7 separate regions of the Mus musculus genome follow, and regions 2, 3, 4, 5, 6 and 7 are each linked to region 1. Evidence: chromatin contacts called from public Hi-C, capture Hi-C and promoter capture Hi-C data. All regions are on one chromosome and are shown on one strand. The core of a region is the stretch at or near the end of the contact, and the rest is flanking DNA. Distances in the headings are between cores, read along the strand shown.

Region 1 (2,591 bases), core at 42-2,541:
GAGAGAGAGAGAGAGAGAGGGAGAGAGAGAGAGAGAGAGAGAGAGAGAGAGAGAGAAAACGTAAACTGGGTGGGAAACTGAAACATTTGGAATCACATACCACATAACGTTCCATTAGAACTAGTCCTCGTTTCAACAGCAAGACGTTTATTTGCAGCCAGGGCTGGAGGAACACGGGGCAGCTCATCTTCCACCACAGCCAATTTATTCCCTTGGTTTGGAGAAACAATCTCTCGCAGTTTCCTCGCTGGCATTTTAAGCCTTTGCCCCCTTTCCAGGCTAAACTCAACGTTTTTCATCTGGTTAGTCACAAATCAAGTCCCGCCGTTCTTAACAGAGGGAATTCTAGCTTCTCAAAACTTAAGGACGCAGTTTCTCCTTGAGTACCAGGAAAAGAAGTAATGGTGGAAGTGAATTTGAAAAACACCTGAGTTCCAAAAATAATTATGAAGCAGTCATTAACTTAGAAAGTCTATAGGCAAAATATCCATAAAGCTGTAAATTTCGATTTTGACATTTAATCCAGGGCTAAATACGACAAAAACAAAAAACAAAACAAAACAAAAAGTCTTGATCCCACTGAGTCTGTTAATGCATCGAAGAAATAAATTTCAAAGGAATTATGCCAAGAGCAAAAGAGAAGCCACGGGAACCGTAATAAAAACGCACTCCTCCAAACCCAGAGCTGCAGCTGAAAACCCCAACAGACGTGGAGGCGGGGTTAGGATTTGTTAAGGAGACCCAGACGAGCAGGCAACGTTAAAATCGTGTTTTTTAAAACACCACCCTCATAAGAGCTTAGTAGATTTCTTTCTACGAGTCAGGACGCAATTTCGGACACCTCAACTTAGTCTTCAGAGTCTCCACAGAGTCCGGCACACACGCCGTCTTGATTTTGATAGAATAACAGCTTCGGTTGTTCGCGGGTCAATACCGTCTTCCCCGAAAACCCGCCCTTGAGCGTCAGCACGCATGCGCGCAAAGATCCAACCCCCCCCCCCCCGACCGGAACGGGAGTGCTCTGGTGCTCTTCCATTCGTGTCCGGGTGGAAACAAACTCCCAACATAAAAGACTGCCAGGAGATGTGACTTTTTTTTTTTAAAGGCAGAATATCGCCTTTATGTTTGGACACAGTACTAAGTATTCCTAGAGGAATGGCGAATTCTCGATTAGCCCATAAACACTTTTGTTTATCAAGGGTTATTTACACTGTAGGAACTGCAGACCGTTAGAAACCTAGTAGGTTAAGCATATTAGGCTTTCTAGAAATTTCGACAGATTCCGTTGCCGTGGAAAAGGAAGTGAAAAGTACAGAGAGCACTGACGAACAGATAATCACAAAAGTTAATTCTTAGATGATTTTTAGAATTTGCTTGGGCACTTGCTTTTCTTCCTACATTTTCCCACGTGGTAACGAATCTGCGTCTAAGGGTCTGAAGCCATGCTTGACATCACTGCCCCCACGTGTTCTCAGCTTTCCGCGGCGCGGCGCTCGCTCTGTACTGACCCTCCGAGCTCACACGCTACCTGCCCCGCAGCTCTTCAGCCCGGTCCCGGTGTCAGAGGCGAGATCCTGTGGCTAAGTATGGTCCCTTTCCTCTGCTTTCATAATCCCGGGTTCGCGGCCAGTGGGGTGACAGCCTTCACTCGGGAAAGGGAGCGGGCAGGTACCCCGGAGGGAGACGCCGCGTGCACGCGGGTCGTGGGGCTGCGCAACCGGCAGCGCGGCGCAGCGGGAGGCCAGCCGTGTCCCGGAGGCCTTGTCACCCCGAGGGTGGGGACCCTAGGCCCCGAGACACCGCCCACCCGGGACTGGATCGCTTGGGGGCACGCTTTGAGATTACAAGGTAGCCAGCCACTCGATGACCTTGAGCTGTCAGACAGGAGCCCCTTTACTGAAAATCTAGACTTCCTCGGCTCTTACCCTGTCTGCACACTATGCCTTATGTCATTAGGTACAAGGGCTCGCACCCTTCCCAGGTCTCATATTGGAGAACGCACTGCTTAGAGCTTTCCCATTACGCCTTGCTAGAAGCTTTTAAAATGTATTTTTTTAAAGTATAATAGATTAATCATTTTTCTACCTATTACATTTTCTCTTGTTGTAGATTTATCTGTTGGTTCATGATTTGTTGTATAAGTGTATTAAAAGACCGAATGGCAATGTCAGAGCTGCAAGAGACCTTAGGGATGAATTAACTTCTGTAATTTCTATATAAAAGTTAGATATGAAAAAAAATGACCTTTCCCCTCTAATTTCAAAACGCTGAGCAACTGCAACAGCAATCAGTAAAGTGACCTGAGTAAATAATTTGTAACGAATGTCAGACCTGGGACTCCACCCCCCAAGTAGCGTGGTTCTCATCTTCCTTGAGGCTAGACTTTGAATCGGGAAACAATAGGAATTCATTTTCAAGTGCTTTTAGCTATGATTAACACTGAGTTAATTAAGAGTTGCCTGTAATGCTGGGTGTAGTGGCAGCCTTTAGGCCTAGCTACAAAGAGCTCCAAGACAGCTGGGGCTACATAGAGAAACCCTGTCGAAAGAGATAGAGAGAGAGAGAAAGAAAGAGAGAAAGACAAAAAAAAA
Region 2 (2,591 bases), core at 38-2,537, 2.0 Mb before region 1:
AAAGCAAAATAAAAGTTAATTAGGAAAAGAGACCCTGTCGTGGAAAAAAAAAAAAAAGAAAGACCAATTAAGGAAATTAATAATCACATTATGACAATTATATATATAGCTCATTGTGCAAATTTCTGCCTGAAGACCTTGTCTACCACATTGTACTTTACCTTTTCCTTCCGGAGGAAGACTGAGCCTATAGGAATATTGTGCTCACAACTTTATAGTACCTTTAGTCTCAGACTATCTTTTACTTAAACCACTTCTCCATAAAAAACTGACAAACACTTTAACCAAAACTCTGCATTTATTCTTCAAAACATTTATACAAAAAAATCACTCGCCATCCTTTCACCACTGAGCAACCAAAATACACTTACTTCCCAGAGCCACTTCCTGGGATCCATACTCCTACGACCCACAATCCTGAGAAATCTCAGGATCATTTCCGGTGAGGAAGAAACTATACCTGCATAAACTTATCAAGAGATGGCTCACGGTAAGACTCTACAGTGCCTGGAACAAAATGAGCACGCAATAAAAGCCAACCATTATCTAGCTACAAAGTAACTGCCTTAAGTCTGTATTTTCTTCCTTTACATGATTTAAGTCTAACATAACTCATCAGGACACGTATACATACACAGAAGGCTTTCCAACTAGTTCACTCGATCAACAGCAACAGTATACACCCAAAGTAAGTTTTCAGTTCTCTTTTCAATTAAAAAAAAAAAACATTTATTAAGAAATTAAAGATTCTAATCCCTCACGCTTTCAGCCAGACATCTGTCTGGAGTCTAGCTAACAACACATAGCTGGAAAAATTCGAGATTTTCACTGGCTGGAAAGGTGGATGAGGGTCAACCTGCCAAACTTCTGCTTGCCACAATCAAAACTCCAGTTTCAAAGTAGGCCAGAAAAGATAGGGGCGAGCGGCTACGAACCTTTTAAAGGATCGACGCTCCCTTTTTGCATCCCCCTCCCCCACTGTTTAGACGAACCACACCCTTTATTACCCCCCAGCGGCCTCCTGGCATCTCCCAGGGCTGTCCTCCCACCCCAGGAATCCACGGTCGCCAGACTCACAGAGTGTGTCCGCACACGTTCACCATCAGCTTCAAAGAAGGGTTCCGGTACTTGGTGGTCTTACACCTGGGGCAGCCCTGGTCGTCCATGGCGTCTCTTCGGCTTTGGATTTTTTTTTTTCCTCCACACGGATTTCAGCCACTGCCACCTACAAGAACCCCCAGACCAGATGTCAACTAAGCTGCTACCAACAGGCACTTGGCCGGAATGGTCCTTCGCGAAAGAGCACCGGCTGGAAGCCAGGCGCTGCAAAACAAACGTTCCGGGAGCGAGTTCTCCGTTCCAGCCGCTACAGTTCCAACCTAACCTTAGGTGAATCAGTTCAGTATCTTGGGATGGGAGAACGGATGCTTTTAAATTACACACCTCTTGCCTAATTACATTTTACAAGGAACCATATCATATCAAAAAGATAAATTCTTGTTTCGTTTGGAAACATCCACATGATTTCAAAGATTTATGCTGGTATGAAGTCAATAACACAAACTAGTAGTCTCTTTTAGAAAATTGGACAGTCTGTACTGTAGATGTCTTCATAGTTGTGTAATCAGAACATAATTTGATTCACATATATGAAGATTAGAATAATGCTAAGTGTAGTGGCTCACACCTATAATACCAGCACTAGGAAGGCTGAAGCAGGAACCAGCCATGAGTTGGATCTAGGCTCCATACTGAATTCTGTACAGCCTGGGCTACCTAAGGAGACACTGTCTCCAAAATAAATAAATATATAACAAAAAAAAATAAAAACAAAATAAAAAACAAGATAAATTGTTTACATTCATAAAAATTATCTAAATGCAATTCTTTGTACAAATTCTTACTAAATGTCAGAATACTTCTATAAATAATATCTAGTACCTGTTCCTACACAAAGGCCTTCCCCTCAAGACTGCCAGGCAAGCTGAATTGTACAACCTAACTCTCATATGTCTTGCCCCCAATAAAAGACCTCATTTATTTTCCAAAATGTTAAATAAAAGGTTATTTTATAAAGCAATTCGAGCAGGGCAGTGGTGGCATACACCTTTAATCTCAGTATTCAAGAGGCAGGAACAGGTGGATCGCTGAGTTCCAGCCAGTCTGGTCTGCAGAGCAAGTCCCAGGACAGCCAGGGCTACACTCAGAGAAACCCTGTCTCCAAAAACAAATTTAAAAAAAGAAAGAAAGAAAGAAAGAAAGAAAGAAAGAAAGAGAGAGAGAGAAAGGAGAGAGAGAGAGAAAGAAAGAAAGAGAGAGAGAGAAAGGAGAGAGAGAGAGAAAGAAAGAAAGAGAGAGAGAGAAAGGAGAGAGAGAGAGAGAAAGAAAGAAAGAAAGAAAGAAAGAAAGAAAGAAAGAAAGAAAGAAAGAGAGAGAGAAAAAGGCACACAACTTTATTTCAGCAATCCCAAAACTCTGAGGACCTGATTCTCTCTGGGAATTGTAAGCCACATTTATTGTATTAACAAGAATACAGAAGTCTTTTTTGTTTATTTTGTTTTTTGAGACAGGGTGACAGCACTTCTCTGTGT
Region 3 (2,591 bases), core at 54-2,553, 2.0 Mb after region 1:
TGTATATGTGTATATGTGTGTGTGTGTTTGTGTAAAACACTAGATTTGAAGACTGACAACAGACATTAAATTATATCTGGTCTTTAAATCTGTGACTCTTTCATTATGAAATAATTGGGTAAGGATTGTCTACCAAAATTTTGAAGTAGCATACTTTAAAGTTTTTTTTAAAGTTTCTATTAAAAGTCTTCTACAAAAGGCTTTTTTTCTTAATTTTACTCTGCTACATTCTAGATTTAGTTAAAGCTTTTATTTCAGGGGGCAGGGCTTTGTGCAATTTTAGGTTTTATTTTTATTTTATATATTTTTTATTTTTTATAAATTTGTCTTTTGAAGTTTGTCGTTACTTGTTTTGCTATTAAATTATCTGATGAAAACAACTTTTATTTTATATTACTTTTCTTCATATTCATCCACTTAGCCTGCGTTTGGTGGCACAAGCAAGCCCATTATTAGAGGCTGAGACATTAGGATAGGGAGTGTGAGTCTATTATGGGCAAAATGAGAGTCTTGGGCCAGTCTTGTCTACACAAAAACAAATGAAAAGTAAATGTAGGCGATTATATTTAGGTATCAAGGGTGGTATACTCACATATACGTAAGACCCTATTTTCCATCCATGGAATGATGTGGATTTCTTTTTGGAGTATATGAGGTCAAAAGATTTAATAAGAGGCCCCTATCGTTGACTCTTACTCATTACACTTGATTTAAGTTGTCATATAATTTCACGCCAGTAGGTGTCAGTAGTGAGTAAAGGAAAAAAAAAATCACGTTTGTAAGCGAACGTTTGTGTTAAGACAATGTAAAAAATTAAGGTTGAAATGTATTATATGAGAAAAGGGTGAATTAAAAAGAAAGTGAGAATAATGTTAATATTATTAAGTGTCCAAAAAGAGACGGGGTCTCGCTATGTTGCCCAGGCTGGAGTGCAGTGGCTATTCACAGGCGCGATCCCACTACTGATCAGCACGGGAGTTTTGACCTGCTCCGTTTCCGACCTGGGCCGGTTCACCCCTCCTTAGGCAACCTGGTGGTCCCCCGCTCCCGGGAGGTCACCATATTGATGCCGAACTTAGTGCGGACACCCGATCGGCATAGCGCACTACAGCCCAGAACTCCTGGACTCAAGCGATCCTCCTGTCTCAGCCTCCCGAGTAGCTGGGACTACAGGCGTGCGCCACCGCGCCCGGCGAGCGCTGAGAGCGACGGGGAGATACTAGAGCTGCGGCGGGCCGTGACGTCACTCACTGTGCCCGCCCAGCCAGCCTTAGAAATGTCACTCAGAGCACGCGGACCAATGTTGTCGCACGGCGTACGCGTCACGTCTTAGCGTTGTATTCTGGGTAGCGTGTAGCTCCAAAAAACTTTGAAGAGCGCCTGCGCGAGCCGACTCGTTCCTTTCTCCTCGTTGGGCGTCTGAAGGCAAGATGGGTCACCAGCAGCTCTACTGGAGTCACCCACGGAAGTTCGGCCAGGGTTCCCGCTCTTGGTGAGGAGCGGGTTGTGGAGACCGCGGTTAGAGGGAAGGGCCATTGTTGGTGACTGGGTGTCGGAAATTCAAGGCCCGCGGGCGGCGCGCAGGGCGTTCGGTGCTGCCGTCGCCATTACGGGCTTAGCTAGGCCGGGCCGGGCGGGCCCTGCTGCGGGTGGTGGGGAAGCTGAGGAGTGCTGTACCTTACTGTGGCGGCTCCATTAAGGCCATCTCCTTGTCCTTCCTCCTCCCAGCCGCGTCTGCTCCAACCGCCACGGTCTGATCCGCAAATACGGGCTGAACATGTGCCGCCAGTGCTTCCGGCAGTACGCGAAGGACATAGGCTTCATTAAGGTACGCGCGGTTGGTCGCTGCCGTCCACGATGCACACAGCGGAGGGTTTTAAGAGTTCCAGAAGGGAAGGGTGAAGGGTTTAATGCCTGGTCAGATTTAGGTGTCAGGTGGGTAGGAGGTGGTGCAGTTTCTACATAGTAACTGAATATTCCTAACCCAATACGTGTCTTAAATTTCTGGCCCAGGATGTTTGATCATACTGGGAAGAGCTCTAGACTTCACACACCGAAACCTAAGTGAATCTAGTGAACACACTGCTATGTTTTAGCCAGGGTTTTGGCTTTTTATTTGTTCTAAGGTTGATGTCTCAAAAGTCTCCTTTTTTGGTCAAAACCACTGTATATATATTTCATCTGCTTTTTATTTGTACCAATTTTTTTAAAAAGTATTTTAACCGGGTTTCTCCGTAGCCCTGGCTGTCCTGGAACACAGATTCTCTGCTGGGATTAAAGGTGTGCATCACACCCAGCTGCGGGACCAGTTTTAAATAAACTTGTGTTTAATGGGCCTGCATGGTATTTGACACTGCTGAGGTGCAGCAGAGAGTTTTAAGCTCAGACTTACATTATTGATGAAATAGTTACTGTAAGCCTAGCCTTACAGTTTAGAGACTTGAATGACTCAAGTGTGTCAGGATCGGTCCCTCCTCCGTCTGGTCTAGGTTTTTTCGGGTTAAGATGAACTGCAGAAACGGGCTATTTAGTAACTCCGGAGTACATGACATGGTTAATGTAATTTTGTGTGGTCTTGTATCGGGGAATAA
Region 4 (2,591 bases), core at 41-2,540, 2.0 Mb after region 1:
AATGCAGCTTCCACCACCAATGGTGTTTGGTTTGTGAGAACTTGGCCTCTCTGTAATGGCCGAAGGAGTCAGGGTATTCGGCATTGATGCACCCCAACTTCAGAGCTGCATTCTTCTTTAGGTCTCTGGGGCAATCTCTAGGGTCACTACCCGGAAACTCATTCGGGTACAGCTGAATGCTGAACGGAAAGAACACTTGCAGAACCGGGCAGAAATCCACCCTGGAGATCAGACTGTTGATCTCTGCGGACCAGAAGTCATGGCTAAAGATGACTAGGACTTCCTGAATACCCTGGGCTTTGCGAAGCGAGTCTATCAGCAACCTGAGGTATTCCGGCCTGTTATGCACCTGGACCACCAGCACCAGCTCCCCGGGGCTCCAGGTGCCGTCATTACCGACGTTCCTCAGCATCTGATCGAAGTTCAACTGGTACACCAGGGACCGGTACCGCAGCGTTAGGTTGTCCACCTCCGGCCGCGGGACCGCGGGAACCAGAGGAGCGGCCGATTCGTTTGAGACCCTGCGGATGCCTACGGACACAGCAAGGTGGCCCGCACCCCGTACGGGCTCCGCGTCCAGCAGCGGCGGGCCAAGGGCGTCGCTCTTCCTTTGTCGCCCATTGCTACTCCAGAGGACGAAGCCGCAGGCGGCCACCACGAGCGTCAGGATTAGCACCTTCCGTTTGTAGATGCGGAACCTCATGGTCTCCAGGGCCCGGAGCGCGGGCGCGGAAAAGAAGCTGGCGGCCTCTGCACGGAAGGGGCGGGCGGGCGGCGCCGTCGCCTTGGCCTGCAGCCCTAGGAACTGGCCCCCGCGGCGGCCCTCGCTAACTCATCCCGGGCTCCGGCGTCCTGGGGCCCGAAGGCTCTCAACTGCCTCGCGCCGCCCGGGCTCCGCGCATCCTCTCTGGCAGTTGCAGCTCCGGCAGCCGCCCCGCCGCTACGAGCCGCGGCTCAACGTCGCCTCGGTCCTCTCCATTCAGCACCCGGGGGTCCCGGAAGAAGCCCCGCCGCGGTCGCCGACACCGTGATTCCTTTACCTGCGCTGCCCGTGGCTCTGCGTCCTCTGCGCGCTCATCCTTGCTCGCACGGCGGAACGGCGACACCGAACGCCGCAGCCTCGCCCCGCTCCGGCAGCGACCGCTCTGACAAGCCGCGACTGGCCTGCGAGCGCCCGGGCCCTCCGGCCCACACCCTCCGCCCCGCCCCGCCCCGCCGGGCGCTGATTGGCGCTTCTCAGAAGCCTCCGGAGGAGGCCGCTGCTTATTGGTTCGCATTCCCGTCGCTCAGGTTCAGTTCCGACTTCCGCTCTGTTCGTCCCTTTCCTGTTCGGCGCGTGCGGTTGAGTCGGGGATCGCGGCGGCCGGTCTCTCGGTAAGTCTGGAGCAGAGCGGTAGCTGCTTCCTTGGGGACCGCGGTCGCCTGGAAGCCGGAGCCGACCTAGCTCTTTGAGGCGTCGGAAAGGGGCAGGTGCTGCCCGCCGCGGCTTGAGGTCAGCCCGCGGCTCTCTCGGAAGAGACCGCTCCAGCATGGCGGCTCCCGGGCGGCGAGGCGTGCTGGCTGCTAACGACACGTCAGCCTTCGGGCCCGCTGGAGAGTGACGGTGCTTTAGAGGGGGTGAAGCCAAAACAGACTGACGTGGCTGGGGGGAAGGAACGAGCCCGGTTGTTGCAGAAACGACTATATTTCGTTGTAAGCCATTCGTAGCTAGAAAACGGAGGGAATTGCTGTGGGGTAGTCCGAGCAAAACTTCTCTACCCGGACGCCACTGCGTTGTCCTTGCAGTGAGACCTAAGAAATTGGACGCTGGTTTGGGGAGAACTGTAATGGCCACTCCAAGTGTCAGTTCCTTTGGACGCTAAGGCAGACCTCAACTAGCAATCCTCTGCCTCAGCCTCCCAGGACACACTCCATCAGGTCTGAGTTTTTAACTGTTAATGCCTCGTTTTAGTTTAAAAAAACAAAAAACAGTTTTTCTATAGGCTTGAAGTGGTAAGGATTGAACCCCGGTGTTTAAGCCAGTGCTCATCCACTCAGCTGCGTGTTGGCCTTTTATTCACGTGGGAAATGAGTACTTGGTGGGTTCACAAATTTTCGAACATTACTGTTTTTTTTTTATATGTTCCTACAAATTATACCTGTTTAAAACTTTCGAGTTTGAAGATCTTTAATGTCTGAAACTTTCTTACAGTTCTCATCGCAGACACTTCTACTGCAAACATGGTCAACGTACCAAAAACCCGAAGGACTTTCTGTAAGAAATGTGGCAAGCATCAGCCTCACAAAGTGACCCAGTATAAGAAGGGCAAGGATTCCCTGTATGCCCAAGGAAAGCGGCGCTACGATCGCAAGCAGAGTGGCTACGGTGGGCAGACAAAGCCAATCTTTCGAAAGAAGGCCAAAACCACAAAGAAGATTGTGCTCAGGCTTGAGTGTGTTGAGCCCAACTGCAGATCCAAGAGGATGCTGGCCATTAAGAGATGCAAGCATTTTGAACTGGGAGGCGACAAGAAGAGGAAGGGCCAAGTGATCCAGTTCTAAAACTTGTGTTCTCTGAGAGGAAAATACTGAAGCAGTAGAGAAATGACCTG
Region 5 (2,591 bases), core at 27-2,526, 1.8 Mb after region 1:
ACTGGACTTCCCAAGGGGGGTGGGGGGGCGTCATTTTAACACTAAAATAGTTTTAGGTCAAATGGCTCAAATGAGTGTGCACCACATGAAATCCAAGAACTAGAGTGAGTGTATCATGGAATTCTAAAACCAGTACAGAAGAACCAGTGAGCAGCGGTTTAAGGAGGTAACTGAGCAGTATTCCCCAGCTCGCGGTATAAAACAATGCAAATGACTAAAAAGATACTTGGTCACAAAGTCCAAAGGCCTGCACTCCAATTACATACGCTGCTGGGGATTCACTGGCTATTTTTTCCTTTAAAATCCGCAGTAAGGCCTACTGAGGAGCAATCCTTTCTCAGCTGAGACCAGTTAAGAAAAATGGCCCTGCGTTCAAACAATAGATAGGTGGGGGCATCTGCACAGGTGTTGATGACACCGTTACACCTTCGGGGAGGTTGAGCAAGCGATTCCTGTGGCCTTGGTTCACACAGTGACAATATTGTTGAATATAGTGTCTGTCGGCTAAATGGCCCCAGCTCCGGGCGACCGGGCCCAAAGGTATATGAGTGATTCTCACACACCCTCGCCCCCACCCTTTTCCGTACCTCGGGCCACAGTCACCCGCTACGCGACCCACAATAACAGAACCTCGCTCCGCTCACTCCAAAGACAATGCGTAGGGGGTGCGTGGGATAGGCTGACTCATAAGTTCAAGAGAGCGGTGACAATAGCCCAGGATCCCCGAATCCACCAGGGCAGGGCGGGAAGATGCTCTCCTGAATGAGCAAGAGCCGCGGCGGCGATCGTGCCCACTCCGCCCTACTGACCTTGTAGCCGCCCCAGACGAACATGTGGCGCCCATCGCTGACAGCGACGTGGCCGCTGCGTTCAGCCGGGCAGGCCAGCTCCATGGCCTCGTAGTTCTCGAAGGCCGGGCCCGGCAGATCCTCCGCTCGAGCATCCTCGTTGCCATCAGCCATCTTGAGGCTGCACCGCTGGCCACCGAGACCGCTCCGGCCCCGCAGACGGGAGACAAAGGAAAGCGGAGCGGTGGACCGCGGCGCGCAGCCAGCGCTGACGACCCGCCTGTCCTGCGCTACGCCTCCGCCTCCGGGACGAGCGCTGGGGCGCGCGCCGACAGCGGCTGCGGGTCTCGCGGGGACCGCGCCGCGGCCGGGTCCTGGCTCAGAGCGGGAGAGCGGCCGACGGGGCTCGCACTCGCAGCCCGCCCCGCCTCCGGCCGCCGGGGCCTTGTTTATGCCGCCGCCGGAAGTCGTCCGCAGCGGACACTGTCCCCACGCTCCGGAAGCGCTCTCGCCCCCTGCGCTGCTGAGCCTCCCGTCGTCCGGTCCCACCGCAGTGCTGTCCTACTGCTGTGTAGTCCTCCCAGTCGGGCCCTTGGGCATCTGAGTCCTCCCAACATCCGTCCTCCCGCCTCAGGGTGCTCTGGCCTGGATAGTTCCTAAACCATAACAACCCACCCTTGGGGAAAGAATGCGAATCCCAGACTCACAATCTGGGCTTCTAAGAGGCCAAATGAAAATTACGAATTATTTAAACCCAATTCCTCGCCCATAAAATAAGGCTGGTCTGGAAAACACTTCAGGCTCCTCATTTAAATGGTGGCTCTCCGTGCTGCTCATCTTGTCTTTTTTTTTTTTCTTTCTCCCTCTCTTCGTTTTGGGACTGCTAAATATATACTGAGCAAAATACACACTTAACAAAAACGACCAAAAAAAGCTTTTCTCTTTGAAACTCTCACCAGTTGCTGGAGATGTACTTGCTGAAACACAAGAGTTAAGGGTCTGGGGTTTGAGATTAAAGCGCTGGGATAAAAGGTGTGCTCCACCAGGCAGATTCTGTTTCTTGACCAGATTCATCCAGGTCTCCCTGGGGCAATTTTGCCATGCAAGAGATGTCCAGTGCCCTTGGTGCTGTGCTGAGGGGGGCCTTCCTCACTGCCATTGCAAGAGACAGTCAGAGAGAGAAATGGCCTTCCTGCTGCTGCCCAGGGTGTATACTGTCAAAAAGAGATTGGCAGCGTTTCCACCAGCCACTTCGTGCTGGATGACACTGGAGAAGAAAATCTAGCATCAGTTTCATGTTTGGCGGGTAGAAGACATCTCTCACTGTTGGCCACAACCTCTCACACTGCAAATCTGCTGTAATGTGAATGACCAATTTGCACTAAGCTGAGGTTTGTGGTGAGCAACTGATCGTCCAACAGTGGAAATCACCTTGCCCTAGGGGTCAGGAGCATGCAAGTGGATATTCCTCCACAGATCAGCCTTATTCCAGATGAGCTGCACTTGGACACATTTTACTGCCTCGTGATTATTGTTTGCAAGAAAAATTTGATGGTGTTGTGGGGATAGCCACTAGAGAGGACAGCTCAGACATGAACTTAAGGCAATAGAAAGTCTTTATTAGTTTGGGATCCCAGTGTAGCAACGAGCCTTTCTCAGAGTGAGCTTTTAAGCACAAAACCCATGTTCTGGACGGATACACTTCAGTTAACAAGAACAGTTAGCATCCCAGAGAATCTTGCCACAGAAGCCAGATGAAGGTAATCTACACCACAGAGCCACTGCTGTCCCTTGTCCTCAAGA
Region 6 (2,591 bases), core at 44-2,543, 1.8 Mb after region 1:
ACTTTGTACATTGTTTAACTGTTGGTATTTTGTTACAACAATAGAAACTAGATTAACACATTTGCCAACATTAAAGGTTTATGATCTATCTGGGCATGATAGTATGTACCTGCAATTCCAATACCAATGAGGCTGGAATCAGAGGGAGACTGAGGACAGCCTGGCTTATAGGGTGAGTTTAGACTAACCTTGACTATATAGCATGCCCTGTCTCAAAAGCAGAGTAATTACAAAAATCCTTATGTTTTTAGATATACAAATTTGACACTTTCCCTGCTTTCTTTTGCTTTTTTGGTCACCCATTCTAAGAACTTATAGCGATGTGAATGCTAATGACTTTAAACTTTTAAATACATGTTTCACTGATTTTAAAATTCCTCCAGTTTCTAAATGTGTTGGTAATTTCAGCACTCAAAAAGGCAGAGACAAGAAAATTCAGAGTTCTAAGGTGTCCTGGGCTACATAGAAAGACCCTGTATCAAAAATGACCATGACAACCACCCCCCCACACACACACACCTTCCACTGTCCAAAACTAGTAGATTTTTGTTCTTAGTTTTAGATTTGTTTATTACTAACATTAGAACTTTTAAAAAGAAAAATTTAGACGAATTAACTATCGTATATTTGAACCCTGAATAATTTATGTATGAATTGGTAGCATGCAGAACTTGAAGCAGTTTAGAGAACGCTGGGGTGTGGGAGGAGAACTTTTTCTCCTTCTCCCATGGGAACTCTTACTTTATTTTTATCTGACATCTTTACTTAGTGAATTTTTGAGTATTTGAGGTGCCAAGAATTTATGAAACTCGGGCTATATAGAACCCCACCCCATTCAACTTGAATGAGAATTCTACAGTATGCCGCAGAATCCTATTTCGGAGAGTAGTACCCAGCAAAATAGGAACCCATCTCTACGGCTTGTCAGAGTCAGGGAAAACCAACCGTTGGTTTTTGTCTAGTCTCAAATTCGCGTTTAGAAAGACCCCTTGCTCTTCCATCCTGAGCGATAGCGCCTTCCTGGGGCAACTGATTAATGGTTAATGACCTACAGGATCCTAATGGAGACCCATTTTAATCCCCAAACAAGGGGACGGGATTAACCCGGTCATTGTTCAAGGAAAGGACGCAGTTTCGAGAAGGTAGTTAGTTCTATGTCGAGTTTTTTTTACACAGTGAAAAAAATAATTGATCATGATTTGACAACAAACTTCGGTTAAATAGCGCACTTTCACTATAAGTAATATTGGGTCATTTGGGTTGCCGTAGACACAAGCCAAGCGCTCATGCGCAGAAGCATAGTGGTCCTGCGTCGGCTCAGTCCCTGAAAGGACTGCGGTAGCGACACGCAGCCTAGCCATGAAGAGCCGGTTCAGCACGGTTGACCTCCGCGCAGTGCTCGCGGAACTGAATGCGAGGTATGGTGGTGGGAGTGGACAGGCTCGTTCACAGCAGAGGGAGCGGAGGCCGGGCACCGGGTGGTCGCGAGACGGAGAGCCTCACGGTCGTCCCGGTGCCTCGGGGATTCTCTAGGCCTGGGGGCCGAGCCCGGGGCCGGTGCCCCCGGGAGACACCCCCCCCCCCCCCCCCCCCGGGGACCGTGCCTGATGCTGCATCTCCCTGGCGCTGATTCCGAGAGGTCTTGCCGGGGTGGCCTGAGTCCCGCAGCGAGCGTTTGGTAGAACGGGAGTGATCGTCTTTGCTCCAGACTGGCGGCCTGGCTTCTTCAGAATTCCCGTCCTTCTTCCCAAAGAGAAGTAGCAGGGCCTTCCAGCTGAAATGGGCAGATTTGGACCTGTGTCCTGGACTTGTCGCCTATTCAGCTGTGTGAGCTTTGTCGCATTTTCGGGGACTCGGCTACTTCCTCCGCTCCGAATAAGTCATTTAGACTTAATTTTACTGTATTTACACCCCCCACCCCACCCCAGCACTAGTAGTCTGGTGTTACTGAGATCAACAGGCCACTTTTGTGCTTAAAAGTCTACATTTAATTTGAGGATACCTTTATAGGCGGTGGAGGTATCTTAGCGGAAGAGTTCCTTTTCCACAACACCAATAAATGATGGAAAGTTTTGCTTCAACCAAGAACAATGATTTGTTATATGTTTCTTTTTTTTTCAGCTTGCTAGGAATGAGAGTAAACAACGTTTATGATGTGGATAACAAGACATATCTTATTCGGCTTCAAAAGTAAGAATATTTTATAAGATTGTTTTTGGTAAATTATGATATATATATATATATATATATCCTGCATTTTAGGTTTTGTTTTTTTAAATTCAGAGAATAAGTTTTGGCAAATTCCCTAAAGAAAAATTTGGCTTTCTCTTGAACAGACCTGATTTTAAAGCTACACTGTTACTTGAGTCTGGTATACGTATTCATACAACAGAATTTGAGTGGCCTAAGAACATGATGCCGTCGAGTTTTGCCATGAAGGTAAATTTTAAGTTTGGAGCTAATTTTTAAAACTCCATTTATCTATCTATTTATCATGTATGTATGTATGTGTGTGTGTGTGTGTGTCTGTGTAGGTGGAAACAACAAACAGGTACAACTTGGGGCTCTCAAGTGAATGTCAGAAGACAACC
Region 7 (2,591 bases), core at 24-2,523, 1.6 Mb before region 1:
TCTGAACCGTGGAAAACTACTCATTTTCGTAACGTCAAAATCATTTATTCTTCTCAAACAATGCCAATCTCCTTATACTCTAACCGCGCGGTTAAAAATATACCAGGAGCATTATTCCAACTATCAGGAAACTTGGGGTGGGGGCGGCATCGTAGATTGCTTAGACTCTGACCTTTGTGGATTTCTAAGTATCGTGTAGTGTTTGAGAAAAGAGAAAAACACTTTGGATGATGAAATTTGCAAAAGATCTAAAACTCCAGTTGGCAGAAGGCTCTCCACAGCCAGCTGTCTTTCAAGAAGGGGATCCGAGTGTGTTTACAACCTACAAGCAGAAGGGAGCCAAGCCTAAACTAAACTCTAACATAAAGAACTTTCCTCCAATATATCAGGCCAAAATGATGCAAAACCTGTAGTTTACTTCAATGGGTTTGCTCCAAGCCGGAATAATGAATGAAATGGAGGCATCACTACTGAGTTGGGGGCCTCACTTTCAACCCAGCGGGTGAGTCTCCAAATCCAGTGAACTCACGGGCTGATCTGCTTCAAGGGGAGACCCCGCTGCAGGCTCCCCGAAAGTTCCGCGGCCGCCAGTGTCCGCCCCGCCCGGCCGAGGGTCGCGCCCCCTCCCAGCCGCCGCACACACCCCGCCTCCGCCCCCGCCGCGTGTTAACCCCTCGCCACCCGGCGCGGGCTCGGGGAGGAGGCCGCCCAGGGGGTGGAGTTGTCGCGTCTCCTCCCGGGATCGCCCGGGCAGACGCCCGGCTTGTTTACAGGCCCCAGGCCTGGCCGCCGCCGCACAGGCCCTCCGCCCGCCCGCCCTCGCCCTCTTCCTCGCCCTCGCGCCGCGCTTACCCGGAGCAGCCGCGGGCGGGCGGGTCCCTCGGTCGGCCGGGGCGGCGGTGGCGACGGCGGCCGGGCACGGGGTCCCGCGACGGCGGCCGGGCCCGGGCGGAGGAGGGGAGGAGCCGGGCTGGGTCCGGGCCCCCGGCTCTCGGAGCCCTCGCGGCTCAGATCATCCGGGCGTCGGAGCGGGAGGCAGAGAGCGGGGCCCGCGGGAGGCGGAGGAGGCGCCGAGGACTCATCGCTTTCCGCCCCACCTGCCTGGGCCCCCCTCCCCCCGCCCCAGCCACCCGATCCCGAGCTGCGGACCCGGCCGGCGCGGAGACCACGGCGTTCTAGCTCCTGCGCGCGCTCCCGCCCCTAGCGCCGCCACCGCCGCCGCCTCTAGCGCGGCCCCGCGCACGCGCGCTCTCGACACCGCTGCCCCTCGCCCGGCCCCGCCCCGCCCCGCGCCGCCGTTTCCCCCACCCCCGGCCCTGCAGCTGCGGCGCGGCCCATGGGCTGGAGAGACCCGGATGTGGGAGGGCCGGAACTGCGGCTTGGGCGGGGGAGGGGCGGCGGTGACGTCACTGCCCTGCGCTGCTCCTCAGGTCGCTGCCGCGGGCCGATCCCTAGGGAGCGTGGACGTCCTGGGTGCGAGCCAGGCGCGCGGCCTTCGCGCTAGGGCGCAGAGGGCCTCTCCAAACCCGGCTGTCGTCGTCGTCCGCACCCGACTCTTACACCTGCCTACGGACGCCGGTCTCCAGGTGCAGTCTCGGTTAGCGCCCGGCACAGGGGACTCAGCCTGCCCCTTCGACCCCACGAGGCGCACACGAGTGCCGCGGCCATACCGCAGACGTGCGTGTGCAAACCGTTCACGCCTTGGGACACGTGCCTAGCTAGAGCTTCTCGCGGGTTGTCCCCGAGTCCCTGCAGGGATTCCGAATTGTATTTATGTGCACGTTACGGGGTCACGTGATTCGGGCTCAACGGGCACCTCCAAAGACCTCCAGTGGGGCTAATGGAACCGAGGGTTTTTCAAAATCTAGAGGATAATCAGAAACGTGACAGCTGCTTTCACGGAGAGCTAGAGATGAGCAAAAGGTAACTGCACGTGCAGGCGGCCAAAATCCAGTTTAGCTAGCTCGACCACAGAAAACCCGACCCACGCTGCTTGCCGACGCCGGGATAGAATGACAAACCCTAGGCAGCCAATGAATCAGAGCTGGAAAGCAGTACATCACCAGTATGAGTTCCCATTGGTTGGGTGTGCCTTCCCAGCTTTTCAGTCACCAGCTTAACCCTTACAACCAAATTCGCAGGAATAGAAGTTTAAGAGAGATTCTGATATAATACAAAGAAAAAGCATATATTCCGCTGAAATAGGCTAATGCTTTAAAAAAAAAAATACTAAAACTATTAGCCAAATTGAGTTCAGACCAGTAACAAGATTAATTTCAGTAAGGCCTTCCCCTTTTCTCTGGTGCTTACTGCAGTTTGCCACCCCGCTACTTCGTGTCTCTTATAAACCACTCCATTGTCTTGACTCTTAGATCAAATACAACCTGCTTTTGCCGGCTGTCATCCCGCAAACTATTTCTCTATTTTGGATGTTGTGGTAACCATTTCTGATATTTTCACCACGACTTATGGAAGATGATTCCCTTTTCTTCACTTTTACACCTGACATCAATGGCAGGACCACATGTGAGACTGCCAATTCCCAGCAGACACTATCTTCACTGACCCTCCAAATCACTCAGTATTTTGGG

The links. Promoter capture Hi-C pulls out the DNA fragments that hold promoters and counts their contacts. Hi-C and Micro-C count contacts between places; a contact is called where the count stands out from the background. Capture Hi-C pulls out chosen DNA fragments and counts their contacts.
Region 2: a contact with region 1 is called in a Hi-C map of B cells, with 8 read pairs. The contact joins the promoter of Mnat1 here to the promoter of 2700049A03Rik in region 1. A contact is called at or near these places in 1 of 39 promoter capture datasets (cranial neural crest) and 1 of 484 Hi-C or Micro-C datasets (B cells).
Region 3: a promoter capture Hi-C map of liver shows a contact between it and region 1, with 5 times the contacts expected there. The contact joins the promoter of Rps29 here to the promoter of 2700049A03Rik in region 1. A contact is called at or near these places in 3 of 39 promoter capture datasets (hematopoietic stem and progenitor cells, neutrophils and pre-B cells), 2 of 484 Hi-C or Micro-C datasets (B cells and CD4 T cells), 3 of 115 datasets of contacts at active chromatin or transcription factors (large pre-B cells, regulatory T cell precursor and thymic regulatory T cells) and 3 of 9 other capture datasets (adipose tissue, liver and macrophages).
Region 4: a contact with region 1 is called in a promoter capture Hi-C map of pre-B cells, with 10 times the contacts expected there. The contact joins the promoter of Rpl36al here to the promoter of 2700049A03Rik in region 1. A contact is called at or near these places in 4 of 39 promoter capture datasets (the C10 cell line, hematopoietic stem and progenitor cells, liver and 1 more), 1 of 484 Hi-C or Micro-C datasets (CD8 T cells), 5 of 115 datasets of contacts at active chromatin or transcription factors (large pre-B cells, microglia, pancreatic cancer cells and 2 more) and 2 of 9 other capture datasets (adipose tissue and liver).
Region 5: a contact with region 1 is called in a Hi-C map of uterus, with 4 times the contacts expected there. The contact joins the promoter of Klhdc2 here to the promoter of 2700049A03Rik in region 1. A contact is called at or near these places in 6 of 39 promoter capture datasets (the C10 cell line, erythroid cells, hippocampal neurons and 3 more), 1 of 484 Hi-C or Micro-C datasets (uterus), 1 of 115 datasets of contacts at active chromatin or transcription factors (astrocytes) and 2 of 9 other capture datasets (adipose tissue and liver).
Region 6: a Hi-C map of CD4 T cells shows a contact between it and region 1, with 6 times the contacts expected there. The contact joins the promoter of Nemf here to the promoter of 2700049A03Rik in region 1. A contact is called at or near these places in 3 of 39 promoter capture datasets (liver, neutrophils and pre-B cells), 1 of 484 Hi-C or Micro-C datasets (CD4 T cells) and 3 of 115 datasets of contacts at active chromatin or transcription factors (embryonic stem cells, large pre-B cells and thymic regulatory T cells).
Region 7: a contact with region 1 is called in a capture Hi-C map of macrophages, with 8 times the contacts expected there. The contact joins the promoter of Ppm1a here to the promoter of 2700049A03Rik in region 1. A contact is called at or near these places in 3 of 39 promoter capture datasets (liver and pre-B cells), 3 of 115 datasets of contacts at active chromatin or transcription factors (the 230-238 cell line, large pre-B cells and pancreatic cancer cells) and 1 of 9 other capture datasets (macrophages).

The regions. Positions count from the first base shown.
Region 1 is chr12:71,135,548-71,138,138 of GRCm38.p6, reverse strand. 2700049A03Rik (RIKEN cDNA 2700049A03 gene) reads right to left here and starts at 1,291. Exons shown (of 30, transcript NM_001163378.1): 1 at 101-1,291. The coding sequence starts at 299. Timm9 (translocase of inner mitochondrial membrane 9) reads left to right here and starts at 1,464. Exons shown (of 5, transcript NM_001286203.2): 1 at 1,464-1,584.
Region 2 is chr12:73,122,413-73,125,003 of GRCm38.p6, reverse strand. Mnat1 (menage a trois 1) reads right to left here and starts at 1,287. Exons shown (of 8, transcript NM_008612.2): 1 at 1,078-1,287. The coding sequence starts at 1,166.
Region 3 is chr12:69,157,898-69,160,488 of GRCm38.p6, reverse strand. It overlaps Rps29 (ribosomal protein S29), which reads left to right and starts at 1,303. Exons shown (of 3, transcript NM_009093.2): 1 at 1,303-1,492; 2 at 1,729-1,828. The coding sequence starts at 1,431. It also overlaps Rn7s1.
Region 4 is chr12:69,182,766-69,185,356 of GRCm38.p6, reverse strand. It overlaps Rpl36al (ribosomal protein L36A-like), which reads left to right and starts at 1,290. Exons shown (of 2, transcript NM_025589.4): 1 at 1,290-1,374; 2 at 2,192-2,591. The coding sequence starts at 2,221. The coding sequence ends at 2,541. Mgat2 (mannoside acetylglucosaminyltransferase 2) reads right to left here and starts at 1,199. Exons shown (of 1, transcript NM_146035.2): 1 at 1-1,199. The coding sequence starts at 703.
Region 5 is chr12:69,295,366-69,297,956 of GRCm38.p6, reverse strand. Klhdc2 (kelch domain containing 2) reads right to left here and starts at 1,276. Exons shown (of 13, transcript NM_027117.3): 1 at 810-1,276. The coding sequence starts at 962.
Region 6 is chr12:69,355,878-69,358,468 of GRCm38.p6, reverse strand. It overlaps Nemf (nuclear export mediator factor), which reads left to right and starts at 1,293. Exons shown (of 33, transcript NM_025441.3): 1 at 1,293-1,418; 2 at 2,122-2,190; 3 at 2,337-2,439. The coding sequence starts at 1,360.
Region 7 is chr12:72,759,893-72,762,483 of GRCm38.p6, reverse strand. Ppm1a (protein phosphatase 1A, magnesium dependent, alpha isoform) reads right to left here and starts at 1,273. Exons shown (of 6, transcript NM_008910.3): 1 at 853-1,273.